4 separate regions of the Anser cygnoides genome follow, and regions 2, 3 and 4 are each linked to region 1. A link is a contact called in public Hi-C data. All regions are on one chromosome and are shown on one strand. The core of a region is the stretch at or near the end of the contact, and the rest is flanking DNA. Distances in the headings are between cores, read along the strand shown. Region 1 overlaps RSPH9 (radial spoke head component 9). Region 2 holds the start of SLC29A1 (solute carrier family 29 member 1 (Augustine blood group)). Region 3 has its middle 61 kb from the start of TMEM63B. Region 4 has its middle 110 kb from the start of TMEM63B.

Region 1 (4,729 bases), core at 1,548-4,047:
CTGTCCTGCTCACATCAATGGGGCTTGTCCATAGCAGACCCCAGCAGGCACTTGTCTGGCAAGGGACATGGGGAAAAAGGAGGAGAACACAGCAGATAGCTTAGTGCCTGTAGGGTAGTGGGGCTGAAGGTCCTGGGTGCCCCAACTTGGCCCAAAAAGTACCACTGGAGATGAGTGATTTGGAGGGCTGCGTTACATTTGCAGTGGGAATGAGGGCAAAGCCTGTGCTGGGGGCAGAGGTCCCCAGGGCCTGCAGCATGGGAACTCCAAGAGGCCCTGCAGCAAGGGAACCAGCTCCCACCACGCTCTGGAGAGCCCAGGCCAACCAGCACACCAATTTCAGACCAAGCCAGTAGAGGTCACAGTAGGTCCAACAAATTCCCCATGCCCTCCTCCCAGCCTAGTCTGCCCTCACATCTTAAACAGTTCAGCTCTGACTGACTGGAATTATACCCTCTTCCTACTCAATGGCCTCAGCAAGCCCAATGAAGCCAGCCTGTGTCTGGCGTGTGCTATTTAGGACGGGGAAATCAGATGATGGCGAGCTGGGCTGTGGCCTGGTGGTGCCTACCTTCCCCACCGTGTGCTCCCACTGCAGCTAGTGTATATCTTGGAGGTGAAATCTGTCATGCGGGTGTGGATGTGTTTTCTTCCTGTCATTCCACAGAGGGAAAACACCAGACCTGCCAGCTCGTCGGGCTCCCTTATCTTCCCAGACCTCTCACCTTCACCCAACCTGTTCCAAGTTCATGCCCAGCCCGGAGGACATTCCCACCGCCCAAAGGTGGTCGGGTCTGCAGGGGATGGGGCTTTGTGCCTGTCTGTGCTGCGTCGTCCACAGGCCAGCAAGTGCTCTAGGACAATCGCCTGAGCATCTTCATGCTATGATTGAGGTGGTTCCTGATGTTCTGGGCTCTCTTGGGGTCTTCCATGAGAGTTGGGACATTTCCCCATGGAGGGACTGGTAGGCGTCCTCTCAGCCGGTCTGTGCCCCTGCTCAGCTATAGCCCCATGAGGAAACTGCAGGCATGGCATACACCTGACAAAATTTGTAGCTCTTTGTACAGAGATACTGTGAATTACCTTCAACCATTTCAAACAATAGAATCTTGGGCAGGGAAGAAACCAAAGGCAAAAACTGTACCTTCCTTAAGTAAATATTGCAGCCACGCAGCTCTGCATGCAGATCAGGGTCTGCACACAACCAGGCCGTGGCTGGCTGGGGTCTCCTACGGGTGACAGGATGTCCTGCCGGGGCATCTTCCTGGATGGGACTTCCTTGGCATGATGCCTTGGTGGCTTTGGAGCCCACCACGGCTACGACACATGGCATTGCCACCACCAGCAGGACCTGAGTGCCCAGGCTCTGCTGCCAAAAGCACGAGAGATGGCTGTGGCCTGGCGAACTGGGAGAGCGAAGCCTGGCTGCTGCTTCCTGAAGGCCTCTGCCACTGGAGGGGGACAGAGCACCTCTCTGCGCAGGTAGGTCCCCCCGCACCCTTCCCAGAGGAGACCCTCCCATGCCGCAGGGCTTCCACCCAGTTCAGCCCGGTGGATGGGCCACTGCTTGCACTGCCGCACCCTGGAGTGGGTCATCGCGGGATTGCGCTGCTAGCAGAGGAGGGGAGCCATTTGGCAAGAAGGGAGCATTTCACACAATAGCAATGAGTCCACTGGCAGCTCAACACCGCCAAGCCTGCCACCACGGGTGTCGCAGCACGTCCGGGGAGAGGAGATGCACAGGAGCCCAGTGGGGGTCAGGAGCTCTCTGGAGATGGGCCTGGGTGTTTAGGTGCTGCCTCTAAACCCCTTCATGTTTCAGATGTGCTCCTGATGTTCTCTTATATCCAGCTGCTTTGGATGGGCCATTCCCATCTCCATCTTTTCCATCAGCCTAGGGCTTGAACTGCTCAAGCTGGTGCAGTGCCCTGGCCCATGCCTGATGGTTTCTGCAGACCACAGGGACACAAATACAGCGGGGATGGAGGCAGAGGGGCTGCACCAGCCGGGCTCAATGCCATGCCAGGCTGCCCGGCACCACCTGCACAAGGTACCATATGGGGACACCAACAGTGGGATGGGCACATGGCTCTGAAATGGCACATTTTTGATGACTTACTGTGGCAGGATGGTGCTGGCTCCCACAACGCCAGGGGATGTGTGGCGGGGAGCTCACTGAGGAGAGATGGTTCCTGCTCTGGGTGGCCAGGTGAGCAGCTCATGCCTTGTACTCTCATGGAGCCCTGGTGCCAATGTTCTGTCATAATGATGGCTGGTGATGATGGCAACACGGACCTGGGTGGCAGCTCTGCCCCCGCATTTTGGGAGGGTGTCGTGAGCTGGAAGAGGTGGCTTCCACAGCAGGGTACCCCAAGGAGCAGGCACCTTTCTCCTGGCCAGCTTGCTCCGGCCGACGAGACCTGATCGATGAATGAAGCCGGGGCCTGGCACGCTGTCAGGAGCAGGCTGCATTGTGCAACAGTGCGTGATGCAACTGAACTTTACATAACCTGATGCAACACCTATGGCTGGAGTTTAAAGCAGCAGGTCCTGGATGGCTGCAGTATGGTGTACATACCTCCTCCTGCATGCACACATGTGAGGTCAGCTGGTGGGAGCGGACAGCAGCACTGCTCCAGGCAGCTCAGGCTTTGCTCTTGGGTTTGAAATCACTGCAAACAAACAAACAACTGTGGCTCGTGAGAGGTGAGTAGACCACGAGCAGAGGCAAGAGCCGGGCACATTGCAAACAGCAGCTGTGGAAATGTCCTCCCTGCAGCTCAGCCCATGTTCTTCATTCCCACCTGCAGCTAATCCTGTCCGAAGTCTCTTTCCTCACTCATGTCCCGCAGCTCCCGAAGCCTGCTGGAGCTGGGGTACCTCAGTCTCCATTTGCAGCCCCTCACCCCCAGATGCTCCTTGCACAGCATCTTCCACCAGGCTAAATCATGATTTTGAGCTCAGTGCTGTGTTAGGCAGCCTTGAGGCTCTGCAGATCTGATGCTTAACCTGGTGCCTTGGGGAAGGCGGCAGTACCCCTTTCCTGGGGCAAGACACCAATGCTCTTTAATATAGCATGAGGCAAGGCATCACCCTAAATCTGCCCATGGCCTGACATCTGCTGCTGTCTGTCCTGAACCTCAGGCCAAAGTAATTCCTCATCTTTTCTCTGACATTTATCATATTTAAGCTAAAAGAAAACAGAGGGCGGTTGCTGGCCTGCTGTTTTCTGTACAAGCAGTGAGAGTTTGCAGCTGTTGGGAGGTCTGGCGTGTGTGTGGTGCCCGAGCAAGGCAGGGGGAGCAGGGGCACGCCGGGGAGGGATGATGAGCCCCAGAAACAAGCCGGTCATGACAGCCATGGTGGGGTGGTCCTGCCATGCCCCTCACTGCCGTAGCATCACGCCAGTCCAGGCTGCAACACTGCCACCAGGAGCAACGTACTTGGGTTTTAGGAAGCCCTTCTGGGACGAGGCAAGAGAAAGCATCGGAGCCCAGAGGGAGCCAGATTGTCTTTCTGTGTGAGGATCAGCCTGGCACGACCCCAAGTATCACCTGCCTTTCCCTTCCCCCTGCAGAGGAAGCTAATCCTGGGCACTGGTGTCGCTGCCAAGTTTGCATGGAAAATGCCACCAGCAGGAGCCAAGCAGCAACCACTGAAACCGAACTGGGAGGGGACGGCGATACAAGCTGGTATCCCCTTCCTGACGTGACTCCTACCTGTGAGTCACCGTGGCCTCAGTACCTTTCCAGCCATGCTGCTGCGCCCGCAGCTGGTGCTCGAGTGCCTGACTCTGGTGAGGTGAAGCCTTTCAGCTTTCTGAGCCAGGCCCTCATGATGTAACACTGCAGGTGAATTTCCACAGCTCTGCCAGAACACAGAGTGGGGCTGGGAGATGGTAAAAATGCCTTTCCCCAGCCTGGTGCCTGGACTGTCCTTCCATCTCCCTTCCCAAAAGGTACCTTTTTATGCGTTCCCCATCCCACCCTCCAAAAGCGGTGCTCTGGGGCTGGAGAGACTGTGCTGGTGGTAAAGGGGGTTATGGCATGGCCCTTCAGGGCTGCAGCAACACCTCCAACCACTTACACACAACAGCCTGTGTGCCCGAGCTCCAGCCAGAGAGGATTTACAACACAAAACCATCAGCTGATGCAGAGATCAACCGGTGCTGCAATCGGGTCACAGATACTCTAAATCAAACCAGATCTTTACATCCTGGAGCTGCACAGCCTGCAGGGAGCAAATAAATGGTTAAGAAGACAGGCTGAAGTGCCAAACGAGAAAGCAAAGTTTGCTCCACGCTCGTGGCCAGGATGTAGTGGGAGAAGCTGCTGTGTGTATGCAGCACGCGCTCATCCGTGACCGTGTGGCTCTTCGTGTTATGTCTGAGAAGGAAAGCAAAACAAGAAATGGTGACCAGGGTGGGATTATAATCCAGGAATACCGTGACTGCTGAAAAACCGAGGAGGAAACCACAGGCTAGTAGCTGCTGTTAAACTAGCTGGTGGAACGCTTGCCGAGATGGCGGAAATTTTCCCAGCCCCTCTCTCCATAAAGGCAGTGGTGATAGTGATGCATTTGAGCTCCTGAAAAATGCAATAAAAACCAACAAAAAACAGCAAAATGAAACAATTTCTAAATATGTGTTGGTAAGGAGGTGGGGGGGCTAAGGAAATTACTAGCGTGTTGCCAGTTTGGAGAGAGTTTAAATGCTGCGTCAAGGGAGCGG
Region 2 (4,729 bases), core at 1,090-3,589, 470 kb after region 1:
CTGCCCAAATGCAGCCCCAGCGGGTGCTCTTGGGGTTGCTCTGCTCCTGCCCGAGCTCCGTGGCAGAGTGTGAGGCCGGGCTGTTTGGGAGGATGCAGGGCTGTCCTGGGGCGGCCTTGCCTTGTGTCATAGTGCCGTGCTGGCGTCTGCAGGATTGCCTTGGGGTCAAGGCAATCTGCTGGTGGAGGACGTATCCACCTGGGCATGTGTCCCTGTAACACCTCCTTGACCTGTCTCTGTTCTGCTTCAGAGGATGTCCGTGGGGCTGTCAGCCACGCAGCCGGGCCCAGGGAGCAGCAGTGGTCACCCAGGACATCCCCTGGGCTGTGGGACAACGGCTGCCCAGATGACGACGACTGCGGGCTGGTGGCCAACAAGCGGCGGTCCTACTCCTTCACCTCAGGTACGGTGGGGTCGGGGCACACGTGGCTGGGGCAGCCTTGTCCAGCAGCCCCATCGGGGCAGGAGGTGCTTCGCCTGCCGGTGTTTGTCCCGTTGGAGTGGTGGTGGCCACGGGGTGGGTCACCCATCCCACCAGGAGGCATCTCCCCCGCCTTGTGCCATCTCCCAGCGCCCTACAGGGTGGCTGTGCTCAGCCCCACAGCTACCAGTGAGAGGACAACGGCTTCTCTGGGCAAGCTCCTGGTTTTGCTGTCACAGCCAGGAGGTGGCACCAGCGCCCCTGTCCCCAGAGCCACCCGTGCGGTGCTGGTGCCCCCATCCCTGCGCCGCGGGCTGCAGCACCCCGTGCCCTGCTCGGGGAGGGCTCTGGGGGGGCTGGCAGCCTCTCACTGCTCCCTCCCGCAGCCACCTACCAGAAGATCACCCCCGTGGCCGTGCCCCAGGAGCCGCTGGAGGCCGGGAGCAGCTACTCGGTCACGCTGTACATCGGGGAGCAAGCGGCGGCCGTGCCCAGGGCGCGCTGCCACTCCTTCGTGGCGCGGCCGGGGAGCCCGCGGGACGCGCTGGGGGAGAAGCCCCCCGGCCCCCCCCGCCCCAAGAACAAGTCCGTCTTCAAGAAGTTCTTCGGCAAGAAGGAGTGAACCCCGGCCGAGGGGGAGGAAAGCCCCCGCCTGCCCGTGTTCCTCCTCTCGGGTGCCGTCCTCGCACCGTCTCCGCTGCCAGCACCAGCTCACCGCTCGCCGCCTGCCCGGGGGGGCTGCACTACACCCCCGCCTCCCCCTTCCCGCCCCCGGGCCTCCCCCCACACGCAGCACAGGCAGGGCCGGGGGCCTTTTTATTAAAAAACAGATCGACACGCGGTCTGGGAGCTTCTTCATCCAGCCCGCAGAGGGGCTCCCGAAGGTGGGTGGTGGTCATGTCAGAGGAGGGGGCTCCCGTGGCCGGGCTCGGTGCTGCTCGAGGGGAAGCCTGAGCCACCTGGCATCTCCCGAGGAGCTTGGTCCTGTGGTTTTCCCTGTTGTCCCCAGCCCAGCTCATCCCTCGTGGCACCTGGACCCCGTTTCCCTCACTTGCTCAGCCTCGAGCCTCGTGCTCGGTGCAGGATGGCCGCAGGCAGGCGCGTGCTGCATGCTGTGGTGACGGTCAGGGAGCGTGGCCAGACCCCGGGGGCTTCCCTGTCCCAAAATTTTGCAATAGCTTCGCCAGCCCGTGCTGGTGTCAGCCACTCTGGTTCCTGTCTGTGCCGGGAAGGGGAGGGAGCCCAAAGCCCCGTCCGGGTGTGCACCAGCCCTCAGGCAAAAAGGACAGGTCTGTGAGGACGCTCCCGGCAGGCTCCGAGGCTCAGCCTCTCCTCCGCAGGCACAGGATGGGGCTTAAAATAGCTGGGCTGGCTGCCGCCCAGATCCGCAGCAAGGGCTGCAAGCGCAGAAACACGAGTAGCGGGCACGGGGCTGCTCCCACCCCCCTGTGTCCCGCTGCAACCCCCAGCTGGGGACGGGGGCAGCGGTGTCACCCAGCGAGGGGCTTCGTGCTCCCGGAGGAGGGGAGTTGGGGGGATTTGGGGCCGCAGATTTCTCTTGGCTCGGTCTCTTGGCTCGGTCACCTGTTTTCCTCCAGCACCGCCGCTCGGCCCGTGCACACTGCCTTAATGGGAAGAGAGGAGCGGGGCGGCTCGCTCGGGGCTGGGGGGGATGCCCTGGGACGGGGCCAGCCCCGGCCGTGCCGCGAGGAGGCACTTGCAGCCCCGGCCCTGCGCAGCAGCCGCTCGGTCAGGAGCCGCCAGCTCATTCCTGAGCTGCTCAGGGGCCCGGCGGAGGGGCAGCGGGGCTGGGGCCGCACGGAGGGCTCGTCCCCCCTCACTGCTTGGGGTGCGTGACACCCGGAGCCACCGACCTGCCCAGAGTGTCCCACGCTGGCCCAAGTCCAGCACGGCGGCGTGAGACGAGACGTGTAAAACGGAGCAGGGACGGGGGCACCTTGTGACCCCAGGCAGAGCCCACGGCACGCTCCCCGTGCAGCGGGGTGTCGCAGGAGGGCACCGTCCCCTGCACCCGCGCTGCAGGAGGGCGCCTTCCCCTCACCCTCTCCCCCTCCTTGCCCTGGCGCCGGGCCCCGCTGACGAATCCCGCTGGCGGTCTCGATGGCAGGCGCCGCTTCCCCCCGCTAATCCCCGCGTGCACGCAGCCTCCACCTGCTGAGCCAGCGGGAGCCCCACGGAGCCGCTCGCAGCCAGCGCCTGGCTGAGGAGCTCGTGGCACGGTGAGGGCTCGGCAGCCCCCGTCCTCCCTCCACCGGAGGATCCCCGGCACTGGGCAAGGCGGCAGCGGGGAGCTGAGCCCTGGAGGTAACGGGCAGGGTGGCGAGAGGGAAAGGCGCTGGCTTGGGGGGCTGGATGGGGAGGGGACGTGGCTCTGAGAAGCCACCACAAGGACCCGCGTGCAAGGTCACCCCGCAGCCGGGGGCCTGTGCCGAGCCTTGTCACCCACCGCCCCGTCCCTCTGCCTCGGGGCTGAACGGGGATCTGGGCATCTGGTGACAAGGACGATCCGGCTCCCGGCCATGCTGCGGCCGGAAGGGAAAGGTCCGGGGGGAGCAGGGTCTGCAGGGCGATGCCTATAGGGCAGGGCCCCCCCCTTCACAAGGACTTTGTCCCCAGGAGGGCACGGGGCATCCCCGCGCGGGGGGCCGAGGGCTGTCCTGCAGCCGGGTGTCCTTGGCGCGGCAGGCAGAGCGCTAGGACCTGGGGAGAGGCAGGCAGGCAGCGCTGGCAGCTCTCCCCCTGAGCAGTGCGGGATCCGGGCTTGTCAGCCGGCAGCACCGCGGGCACGCAGCCCGCCAGCGGCCCTGCGGACATCGGAAACAAACAAACAAAAATAAATAAAAAAAATCACAACAACATGTAAGCGTGCATGGTCGTGCCCCGGGCTGGCACCGTGTGCCATGGACGGCCGCCGCGGAGCTGCAGGCGCTGTAACTAGGGCACGGGGCTGAGCGGCGGTGCCGTGGGACACAGCAGGTCAGAGCTGGGGCACGGGGACACCGGCAGCGGTGGCTTTGCTCTGTGTGCTGTCCCACAACGGGGCAGGGGTTGGGGTGCTGTGGGGGTGGCAGGTGGTCCGGTGGGTTTTTTGGCCCCGGTGCGCTCGCCCCCATGCTCCCGGCCATACTGGGGTGGTGCCTTGTGTTCCCGTAAGGTCCTTGGGGTACCTGCAGCGCGGGGGACACCACCGGGGAGCCCTCACTCTGCGCCTCCCCGTCGGGGTTTCTTCCCCAGCCCTGCCCAAACCTCGCAAGCCCTTTGTCCCCGGAGCCAGGCTCTCTCCTGTGACCCTTCCGAGCTGCAGGCTGACCGCTGGGAGCTCGCCCTCGGCCCTCGCTCCGCTCCCTCCCCAGCTCCTTCCTCCCCCAGGCGCCGTCCCCGTGCTGCCCTCGGTGTGATTCGGCCGGGACGCGGTGGCCCCGGCTGCCCCCCAGCTTGTTTGCAGGATCCTGACCCCGCGCGCGGGGCGCGGAGGCCGGGGCAGGGTCCGCAGCCTGGCCCTCACCCCCACGCTGCCTGGCCCTCACCCCCACGCTGCCTCTCGGCGTGGCGGCACCGTGCCGCCGTCCCAGCCACAACCCCACACGGGGGACGCGGGTCGGGGTGGGCAGCCCTGGCTTCGGCCCACCGAGCTGCTCCGGCGGGGGGGGGGGCTCGTCGGCTTCTCGGGGAGCTCTGCCTGGTTTTTTGGGGGGGGCTCCCATCACCTCCATAACCACATCCATAATGCACCCATCCCGGCTGAGAGTAGCACCCCAAAATCTTGAGGGGGTCCCAGCTTTGGGTTCTCGCCAAGCCCCCAAAAGGCTGCTCCAACCCCCCTCCACCCCCCCCCAAAAAACACACGGCCCCCCCCCCAGCAGCCCCGAGGCGCCGGGGACGGGCGCGCCGCCGGCCGCGGCCAGCAGAGGGGAGCACCGGGCCGCGCTGCCCCTGCGATGAGTTTGTCGGTGCTTTGGCACGGCTCCGGGGCCCCTCCCGGCGCAGCGGGCTCAGCCCCAGCCCACCCGAAACCCGGGGAGAAGCAGGCGGTGCCCCTGAGGAAGCCCCCCCCCTCTCCACGTCTGCACCCCAAAGCCCGGTGGCACCCCCAAGGATTTCCTTTCCCCTGTTTTTTGTTTTTTTTAGCACATCCCCTGCCCATGGGCGTACCTAGGAGGGCAGGTGCTCACTTGGGATGCACCCGATGTGGGGCTCAGGCTTTTTTCCCCCTCTCCTGGGCAGTCAGCGCGCTCGGCGGCCAGCCTTAGGTTCGGCCTGCCCTTCTGGCAATGTCTCATCATCGCG
Region 3 (4,729 bases), core at 1,233-3,732, 330 kb after region 1:
AGCCCCTGGCAGCTGGGGAGAAGAATCAGCATTAGAAGGCAGTGGTCTGGAGAGTGGTCCCAGGGCTGAGGACTGAGCTGACAAATGACTGTGTCCTCCTCCGATGGCTGAAAGGTGATGTAGCAAACCTTTGCTGCGCCCCTCTTCCCATACGTCTGGAGCAGCTGTGAAGCAGCTGGCCATGCCGACCTTCCAGTGCCGCCTCCAGACTACAAAAGTTCAGAGCCCTCTGGAACATCTGAGAAGTGACTGTGTTTCGTGGTGCCCCTGCATCCAGCTGTTTGCACGCCTGGGCAGACCCGCTGCCTTGGGACCCATCTGCTTGAAGACTTCACTGTGTGGTTTTGTTGTCTCTTCTGAGCACTGGGATTTTTTGGAAGGCAAGGTGGCAGCGCCAGAAACGAGGGCCAGTCCTTCCAACCACAGCAGGCCAGCCCTGCTCAAGCCCTGCTCGCAGCTGTGAGCTGTGACAGACTGTAAATCTGAGGGCTGGAGTGAGAGAACAGCTGGGTGGCCATCAGAGAAGGCTGGGAGGGGAACAATGACGGGGGGAGAAGCCGCGAGCTGAGAGCCATCACGGGCACTGCCTGGCGTTGGATCAGTCCTAGGAGCTGGCAGCGTTCAGCAGATGCTAATCCCCTCTGTTGGCAGTTCCCAGCCATCAGCTTCCTTCAACAGCTGAAGGAGGAAAAAAAGTTACTTGATCCCAAACGTGAAGGAGCTGATGTGAAACATAACTTTAGTTTGTTTCTGAATTGCTTTAAAGTATAAAAGGGGAGGGTAGAAGAGGGAACTGCAAATAAATACACACCAAATATTCACTCGAAATAATAAAAACTCTTCATTGACTCACGTCCCCTTTTCAAACAGATTATTTGTCTTTGAGTTTTCTGCTGGAGGCTCCACCAGCCCGTTGGGTAGCTTTGCATCTGTGTGCAACCCTCCTGTAAAGAGGGGCTGGAGCATCCCCTTGTACAGACGAGGAACCTGAGAGCCTCTGCTCTTGCTGCAGATCTGTGGCCGGGTACCGAGTCCAGATCAAAAGATCCCAAATGCCTTAGCTGTAAAAGTCTCGTTGTGAAATCCTTTGTTCCAGCTGTGTCTTCAGTTGTGTAGTGCAGCTCTGGATTTGGTGGACCACCCTAGAGCACCCGTTCCCTCCTCAACCCAGAAGTGAATTTAATTGCTGAACAGGGCACGAACCCGAATCACTTGCCGGGGTCGCAAATCTTCCTCCAGAAATGTTCATCAGCTGCAGAGAATACGATGCCCGGTTGAAAATTGAATTCACGGTTGGGAAAAACCAATCCTCTGATGACTGACCGTTTGCATCACAGCTGTCTTAAGGGTGAGGGAGGCTAGGGACTCGCCGTGCTGCACACTTGGGGTAGGAAGCAATCCCTGGCTCAAAGCTTTCCTGTTCACGCAGGGTCCCACGAGAGGAAGCCCCCCGCACGCCCTGGCATGTATGATGTGACTGGAGGCACAAGTAAAGTGGCTTCTCCAATTCTGTGCTTCAAATCCAGCCTATTCAAGTGCAAAACTGAAAACTCCTGAGCCCCAACCCTGTGCCTGACCTGTGGGAAGCTCCTGCCTCTCTGATTTCCCTAAGCTTTTCAACTGGACCAAGTGTGCAGCATACGCCAAAAGAGCCCAAGGGCCAGCTAAGGTTCGGTTCAGACCCTTCCCAGCACAAAGTGCAGCCTTTCAGGGCAGGCTGCTTCCTTAACCAACTTTTTCTTTGGTTTGTGTGGTTTTTGGGGTGGGTGTAGGGTTCCCTCCCTAGATCTGGGAGCCATGTGGTTGCTCTCAAAGCTGCAAAGTGTGTCTCACAGGCCCCGTTCCCTGCACACCTAAGGAAGGAGCTCTCTGGCTGGTTTTGTTTCAGCTGCTCAGAGGCTGAGGGAACACCAGCAAAACAGGGCAGAGCTCAACAGAGAATAAATTTCTCTAGAGGAGAGAGGGAACCGCAGACGCCTGCCCTTCTATTCCTGTTTACCTTTGCTTTCAGGAGGTCAATTGAATTGTGGGCATAAACTTACACTGCGGTTTGCAAACTGATACTCGCCAGAAGAGTGTTCTGGCGTCACAGAACATTTTGTGTTTCGGTTTCTCCTTTCCTAGCTCTTTTACGGCTTCATAATAACTTGCAACATATGTATCACAGAGACTTTATTTACACAACGTTTTCAAAGCATCACAATTAAAATTACTTTGCAGAATTCCCGTGAAGTTGTCCTTCATGCAGTAATGACCAGCAACCGGTTTCAAACTTGGACTTCCTCGGCTTCTTCTTTACGTTATGCCTGCAGGATTTCTTCACAAGCACAGAAAATTCGTAGTCTTCATTTGTGTGTATGCTGGGGTTTGTGCAGTGTGCATTCACTTGGCCTCCATCCACTCCGTAACACCACCTCCTCTTGCGCGGTGCACGGCCACCCCATGACCACCCCGTGGAACCCATCACTGCGGGATATCGTGGGAGGCAAACACCCAAAGAGGTCCCAACAAGGCTCCAGGCAAATTTCTGGAGAAGCCTCTTGTTGTTAAATACAACGGTCTAGCCAAAACTCCATCTCTGGACATGTCTGCCATGCTCGCTGGCAGAAGCCAAGAGGGTCCACAGGAGGAAAGATCACCCCGCTGAGGTATGGTTTTTATGCTGTACCCCTGAAGTCAGGCTTTTAGTTGCTCTCCAAGTCAGGAGGACGAACTAGGTGGACTTTTGATCTGACCCAATATAGCACTTGGTTTAAATTTACACTGGCTGAACGTCAAGCCTGGTTTCTAGCATAGCGTGTTGTGCAATCCTTGCTCTCATTGCTCATGCTGTGTCCACCATCCCACAGGGGTTAGTGAGTTTGCATCCCGGGGAAAAAGGAGAGTGCTTTCTGACTGCAGTCACGTTTGTCCCACCAGGCCTTGCCCGAGCCTGCTCCAGAGCTCTTGCCCAGAGAATTGCTTACGCATATTTCCAAGCAAGTGCTTCAGTTCAGCTGACCTTAACTGAAAGCTGGAGGGAGGTTTTTACCAGCAATGTCCATGCGGTGTGATGGCTCTCCCCTCATTTTTTTCATTTGTCTTCTGTTTGTTTTTGTTTTTGTTTTTGTTTTGATTGGTTGCTTGTTTTTGTTTGTTGTTGTTGTTTTTTTTTTCTTTTCTTTTATCCACAGTCAGATGGGTCCTGGGCTTTAACACAACCTCTCTAATGTTCTCTCATCCCACAGAGAAAATACCAGGTGGTTCAGTCCTGATGTAAAGCAGAAGGGCTGCTAGCACAGGCTCACAAGTCAGAAGGAGTTTTTTGCTGCCACAGGCTGGCCTAGAAAAAGAGTCAGTAGGCTCAAGAAAAGTTCCCCTGCAAGAATGGTGTGTGTCCTGTTCTTCAAATCCCCTTGTCAGGCCCTGAAGTCAAAGGCAGCCTCTGGGAGCACTTGGGGCTGTCAGGATTTCTCTTCACCCACTGCCCAGGCGATTCTGCTGCAGAGCTGTGCTGTCGCATTTGGTGGCAAGTTTGTATTTTTAGCCTCTTGAGATCCCTTGCTTTATGCAGCAATCCCAGATATCCTGGATCTGGAGCCTGACACACTCTCGCCCAGACACAATAACACTTACCCACCACTTACTTTCCACTTTCCTCCCCGTCAAAACTGCCTTGTCGGAGCCAGCAGGTACCACGTGCTGGTTCCTTAAATGATCTAGAAAAGAAGATACAACAATACAAGAAGGATGTGCAGTGAGTTAAGGAAGATGTATAAGGAGGTAAAAGTGATGCAAGTGCCTGCTGGACGTGAAGGGACTTGAGGAAGCCTGGGGAGACACCCCTCAGATGCTCAGTGAAGATCCCAGTTGCAGGAGGAAGCCCAGGGTGGTGAATACAAGTTAATGCAACCTGGAGCCCTGTGGCTTGTGGGCTTTCCAGGGCTCCAAGAGATCTGTAGAAATGCTTAGGATGGAGGTGGACACCACGTAAAAGGGCCTGGGAAAGCACACTGCTGTGGTCCCAACACTTGTGCATCACCCAGCATGCAGCCCCGGCCGCCAGTCCCGTACGAGATAAGGCAGCGAGGACAGCTGGGGGCTAGCTTCTGTCTGACAATACCCCAAAAATGCTGGGATACATTGCCTCAGAAGGAAGAAGAGCAAGAGAGGCTCGATACGAGTGTGCTGATGGTCTCAAGGGGGGCAGCTGGCAACACCTGCCCTTTCCCTCGTGGCCACAAAAGCAGCGGAGGAGAAGTTCAAGGGTGGGGAATTCCAGTGGAATAACATACATTTTAGCACCAGCCATGAACTTAGCAATACTCAGAAGGGGCCTGGATAGCTAGAAGGCACAGGGCCATTGCAAATAGCACTAAGTTATGCAATTTTTGTTCCCATTCTTATTGCTGGCTTCTGAGAGCCGGCCTGGGGATTTCAGTGAGTTTCCCTCTAAGGGGAAGGGGGGCATGCTGTCTGCCTTAAGTTAGCTCTGTACCATCAAGCCAACTTCTGTAATTTTTCATGCAGTCAGCAAGGCACAGGATCGCTGTAAATAATGACCATATGTGTCAGAAGGGTATGAGCTATCCTGCTCCGGGGCCTGTCTTTGGCTGCCCATTGACTGAGCTGCTTAGCTGGATCGGACACCCGTGATGGAGGGTGAAGGGAGGAGATGTGCTTGCTCCACACTTGCCCCCTTTCGGCCCTGACGCCTTCCTTAGGATCCAGGATCTCTACGGACTGTGCA
Region 4 (4,729 bases), core at 1,013-3,512, 290 kb after region 1:
AGCATGAAGGGGAGCTAGCTTGGAAGCCCACAGACAAGCTGCAAATGCACATATGGGCAGCAGAAATTTATCCCCACAACCTTTCCCATGGGGCAACCTCCAGGTGAGCTGCAGGAAAATGATGCCAACAGAGATGTCAGCAAGGAACCTTTGCTAACACCTGTGGCAAGGTCTGTGTGCTTTCACAGAGCTGGTCGGGACTGAGGTGTAACTAGGGCTAAAGATCACAGGATCAATTTCACAGAATGGTTGAGGTAGGAAGTGACCTCTAGAGGTCATCTTGTCCAACCCCCCCTGCTCAGGCTGGCCCCATGGAGGAGGCTGCAGCTTTGCGTGGCTGAGCTGGATTCTGTCCTCTTCCCTCCCTTACAGTGCAGCAGCCGCAGAGCTGCTCAGAACAGCCCAACGTGTCAGATGTTGGAGCCTGAATGCAGGTTCCAAAATGAGCATAGAACAGCCCGTTTCAGAAGCTTGCTGCGTCTGGATGAATGGCATTAGACATCCTTAGAGCTATTTAAAACAATTTCCAGCTGCCTAACATTGGCTCTTGGAGCCAGCTTTGAGGTGAGGAGGTTTGAAAAGTTTGGTTTCACTTGTTAGCAAGTCCTCCAGTTCATACCCACTGAAGAAAAGGGACTAGCAAAATTTAGGGAGGCTAGAGCAGAAAACAATAGAGACAGCAAAACTGGCCTGTTAGCAGATTTCCACCCATTTTTTTGTAAGCCTGTAAATAAATGTCTCCATAATGCTGCTGTTTGTTTTTAGCCTTCCTGAAAATGCTCCTCCTACTTTTTTTTTTTTTTTTTTTAACGTCTATTTGCAGTCCCTCTAAGTACATTATTTTGTTACAGGATATCTATTCTGAACTGAAGAAAGGTTATGCTCCACGGCCACGTGGCAAGACACTCAAGACAGCTCTGTCAGGGTCTAGAATACAGTGGATGGTGGCACTGGATTATGGATTGTGGCACAAACTGAACGAACATGGAAACAGAAATGCCTATAGGATGGTGTTTCCTTTTGTCCATCAGGTGTGTTCTGCTTTCAGAAACAGCGGACATGGAAGGTCAAACGGTTCATTTAATTCTTGGGACAAGAGGTCCTAACAAATTTATTTATTTTTTCCTCAGTGTAAAATTGAGAAGTCTTTTCCTGTAGCAGTTTTGTACAACTTTTAGTTTATATTCATCTGCATTCAGATGAATTCAGGGATGTTTTGAGACACTGAGCTTCATATATCATCGGATTTCTCCCGGCTATGTAGAGTGCAGGGCCTGTATGAGTGTTCTCCATACCCAGGTGAGCACTTCTCCCAGACTGTCTATTGATGCCAGCCATCAGTTGAGAGGCCTGCAGTGCTCCCCATGTGAATGCAGGTCTCTTCTTCATTTCTGCATTCAGGAAACCCTGACCTCTTCCCTAAACTCTTCTAAAATAAGTCCACACTCACTTCTTCCCATCCGAGCCTGGAGGAATCTGTATTCAACACCAAAGCAGCCAGTGATAGCTAGTTCAGTCCTCATGTCTAAATTTATTATTTTTTTTTCTTTTGATTTCCCTGGAAATGAGGAGGCTGGGAACATGGAGAGCTGGAACATCTGGCAGCCATCCCTCTGGCAGCCACCTTTGCTGCTGGCAGGACTCCATCTGCTTGGCCACGGCCCACGGTGCCCATGGATGGGTCACAGAAACCCCACTGTCAGGGAAGCTCCTCGGCTGCTGCCAACAGCCCCATCCCATTCATTTCTACCTGTTGCTGTGCTGCATTTGTGGTGCACACCTCTACCTTAGGAGGAATTCACTCTCTCAGTGCAGCTTCACAAGGCAGAGTTTCTAAGGTCTATTTGTTCTGGGGCAACAGCACCAGTGTGTCTCACTGATATTTCACGCTGTTCAGAAAGGACAAGTCAGCTGGCTGCAAGAAGCAGGAGCTGGAGCCCCTGAGACCGTGCCGGGCGCCTGGAAGGAGGAGGAGCAGTGGCAGCAGCCAGCATAGTGATGAAGGAGGAGGGACCCAAGGCCAGCTCGGTGCTTTGAAGGAGGAAGAACACATCAGAGGAGTCTGAGACAGCTGGAGACGACCTGCTCCAAGGGAGGGGTTTGAATGTCAGCCTTCCCTTGGAAACCCAGGAGACGTGAGCAGCGGCAGCACCCAGCTGGCCTGGGGAACAGACTACTTCTTTCAAGTTCTTTCTGCTTCCATAAACCAAGCTGAGTGGATGTTGCCCAAAGACCTCAGCAGGACAGTTCTTGCAAGCCACCCTCGTGATATTCTCCAGGCACCTCTGCCCAACAAAAACCTGTCATTTGGCCTAAACAAGATGAATGAGTTTGTACCTCCCAGGCCTCTAATTCCTTGCAGTCCCATCTGATCAGTTTACTAATAGATACCCGTATCTGAACTCTATTTTCTTCAGACAGTTTCACTGGCAGGGAGGAGAGGTCCTCATGACAGAGGACCCTTGTGTGGGTCCGTGGTGGCATGCTGAACTCAGTATTTTATGAGTTATTCTCATGTGAATTCCTCCTTACTCCCAGAGGAGGAAGTGGCACAAAATCAATGGTACAGATCGATACCTGTACTGATGTATTTCCTGGTGACAGGCCAGATGGCCAATTGACGGTAAACAAAGTCTGAACAAAGTCTGGGCACAGCAAGAGTTTCCAGATGGGAACCAGAAGTTTAGAGCTCATCAGAGCCATCTCCACACACACATTACACGCACCAAATAAACACTAATAAATGATTAACAGAGCTGTTGTGCATTAGCCTCAAGCTTGTGGATCCCTCCCACTATTTCTGGATAATTTCAAAAAAAGGCAGATGATAGGGAATTCTTCTTCGTTTGGAGAAATTAATTAGATGTTCAGCTCTCTGTGGACTTCATACAATCCTGAGAACCCTGTTTGCCCCTCCCCAGATGCTTCAGACTGCAGATCAGTCCTTTCAGTTAAAGGCTGCTCAAGGGCAGTTCCCTTCAAAGTCCATCCAAAGTCTTAAGCATTCAAATCTTCCCTGAGGCCCTACAGAGTAATGCAGTAATCTCTTTCTTCGTTCTGTGAACTGAAAGATCTTTATCTTCAGAGTTCTCAGTTCTGCATGCTATGGGAAAAAGAGATGAGACCTGGGGATGGAAGCTATTGTTTATAATGTAGAGCTGATACAAAGAAATAACTTGGGTTTCTCGCCTTCTTGAGACCTTACTCCTGCATTTCCTCTTTCCCTTCACTTCCTGGTATCTTTCACCTGCAGATAATCTGGATATTCACCTTCCACTTCTGCCTCTGTCAGGCCCATAACACACTGACGGGAAGGAAGGTTCATCCCTTGGAAAACTTCCATCTATTTTGTCAGGCAGCATCTCTAACTTTCAATAATAGCCTGAAACCAGTGGGACCAGTGGGACATATCCAGTGGGACATATCCAGCTATGTCCAGATATAGCACAAGCTGACACAAGTGTCTGGAGCTGAAGTTGGTCTTGCCTGTACTGTAACGACTGGGGTCTTCATAGCCTCCTTCTTGACCATGAACATCTGGATGTAAAGAAGAGCACTGGTCAGGCCCCCAGGAGGAGTGGTGAGCAGGGCACAAGGGAAGTGTCCCCTGATAACTCAGTGGAGCACAGCAGCTCTGCACCAGACACCTTCATTCTCATTCTCTGACCTTCAGTTCTCCAGTTCAATAATCTTATTCATTATACAACAGCAGGATTAGACAGTGCCTGCTGGTTGGCATGCTCTGATGGGCGTTAATACCTGCTGGCACAGAAGCAGGCACATGCCAGTACTCCGGTGTGCTAATGAAAAGGCACCATTTCCTCTTCCACTTCAGCACAGGCTGATGTTTCTTGAGAGCCAGCATTGATCTTTGTGTCCAAGAGAGCATGTGCTGCCGTCAGTCCTGCCTTGTGTCTCCAGGAGTCCTGCTGCTTAGGGCAATGCCTACCATCAGAGAGTTGGATGAGGTCAAACTGGACCCCTACCGAGTCGTTGTGGGGCCATGGCTCACCAGCACGGTATCATGTAATGGAGACTTCCAGTGGCACATTGCTTTGTTGCACACTGGGTCTATCGTGGCATCCCACACCATGTGGAGCAAGGAGCTGCACCGAGACAGGCTGGATAGTGCAGCTGCTTACTACTTTTGGGTTCCCACTGGGAGGCTGGCTTTGACATTCCTCCCTTTGACTTCCTACAAGTTCTAAAAGAGCTTCTCCATCAGAATAGTCTGGAGAAATTCATCCGCAGCCCTCTAGGAACTCCTCCATCATTTTGACTCCTTTTGCAAGCTCTGCCATCCTGCTGAACACTGGAGAAGTGATAGTGATGGAGAACTGGGAGTAGTGGGAGAAAGGAGAGAATGGAGTTCCCTGGAACACCTGCATATATCCCTGCTGCTATGCCCCCACCCAGAGGAACTGGCCTCTGAGACTTACCTCTAGACACAGCAGTGAATAATGTTTGACTTGGAGAGAAGACAGACAGAAGGAGCTGTCACAGAAATGTTTAACAAGCTAGAGGGAAAAAAAAAAAAAAAAAAGGTATCCTGAACTCCCCGTTCTACAATCCAACAGCATGAGGACACCCCAGAATGCTGCACGTGACTTTACTGTCATCTTATCAGATTAGCTGGAACTCACTACCTCAAGGTGCTGGGGGGCACAAGAGCTAAGCAAGATTTTTTTAAGAGGAAGGTAGTACTTATAATGCTCTCCAAATGTTCTGT

The links. A called contact is a pair of places that touch in the nucleus more often than the background predicts.
Region 2: a contact with region 1 is called in a Hi-C map of liver, with 2.8 times the contacts expected there. The contact joins the promoter of SLC29A1 here to the enhancer-like site in region 1. A contact is called at or near these places in 2 of 7 Hi-C or Micro-C datasets (both in liver).
Region 3: a contact with region 1 is called in a Hi-C map of liver, with 8 times the contacts expected there. The contact joins two enhancer-like sites. A contact is called at or near these places in 2 of 7 Hi-C or Micro-C datasets (both in liver).
Region 4: a Hi-C map of liver shows a contact between it and region 1, with 6 times the contacts expected there. The contact joins two enhancer-like sites. A contact is called at or near these places in 2 of 7 Hi-C or Micro-C datasets (both in liver).

Annotation. Positions count from the first base shown.
Region 1 is chr3:34,324,884-34,329,612 of Taihu_goose_T2T_genome, reverse strand. It overlaps RSPH9 (radial spoke head component 9), which reads left to right. Exons shown (of 6, transcript XR_010830224.1): 6 at 1-100. Among named protein-coding and RNA genes, the nearest start is that of MRPS18A, 46 kb to the left of the region's middle. Within about 2 kb of position 2,797, at least 2 of the 3 cell types and tissues checked have open chromatin away from gene starts, as enhancers often do. A contact at or near this core is called in liver, where this site is marked.
Region 2 is chr3:33,857,988-33,862,716 of Taihu_goose_T2T_genome, reverse strand. It overlaps SLC29A1 (solute carrier family 29 member 1 (Augustine blood group)), which reads left to right and starts at 2,339. Exons shown (of 14, transcript XM_048080133.2): 1 at 2,339-2,746. It overlaps LOC106048216 (spectrin beta chain, non-erythrocytic 2-like), which reads left to right. Exons shown (of 31, transcript XM_066993846.1): 30 at 251-403; 31 at 808-1,258. The coding sequence ends at 1,043.
Region 3 is chr3:33,990,379-33,995,107 of Taihu_goose_T2T_genome, reverse strand. No RefSeq gene overlaps it. Among named protein-coding and RNA genes, the nearest start is that of TMEM63B, 61 kb to the right of the region's middle. Within about 2 kb of position 2,482, at least 1 of the 3 cell types and tissues checked has open chromatin away from gene starts, as enhancers often do. A contact at or near this core is called in liver, where this site is marked.
Region 4 is chr3:34,036,639-34,041,367 of Taihu_goose_T2T_genome, reverse strand. No RefSeq gene overlaps it. Among named protein-coding and RNA genes, the nearest start is that of TMEM63B, 110 kb to the right of the region's middle. Within about 2 kb of position 2,262, at least 2 of the 3 cell types and tissues checked have open chromatin away from gene starts, as enhancers often do. A contact at or near this core is called in liver, where this site is marked.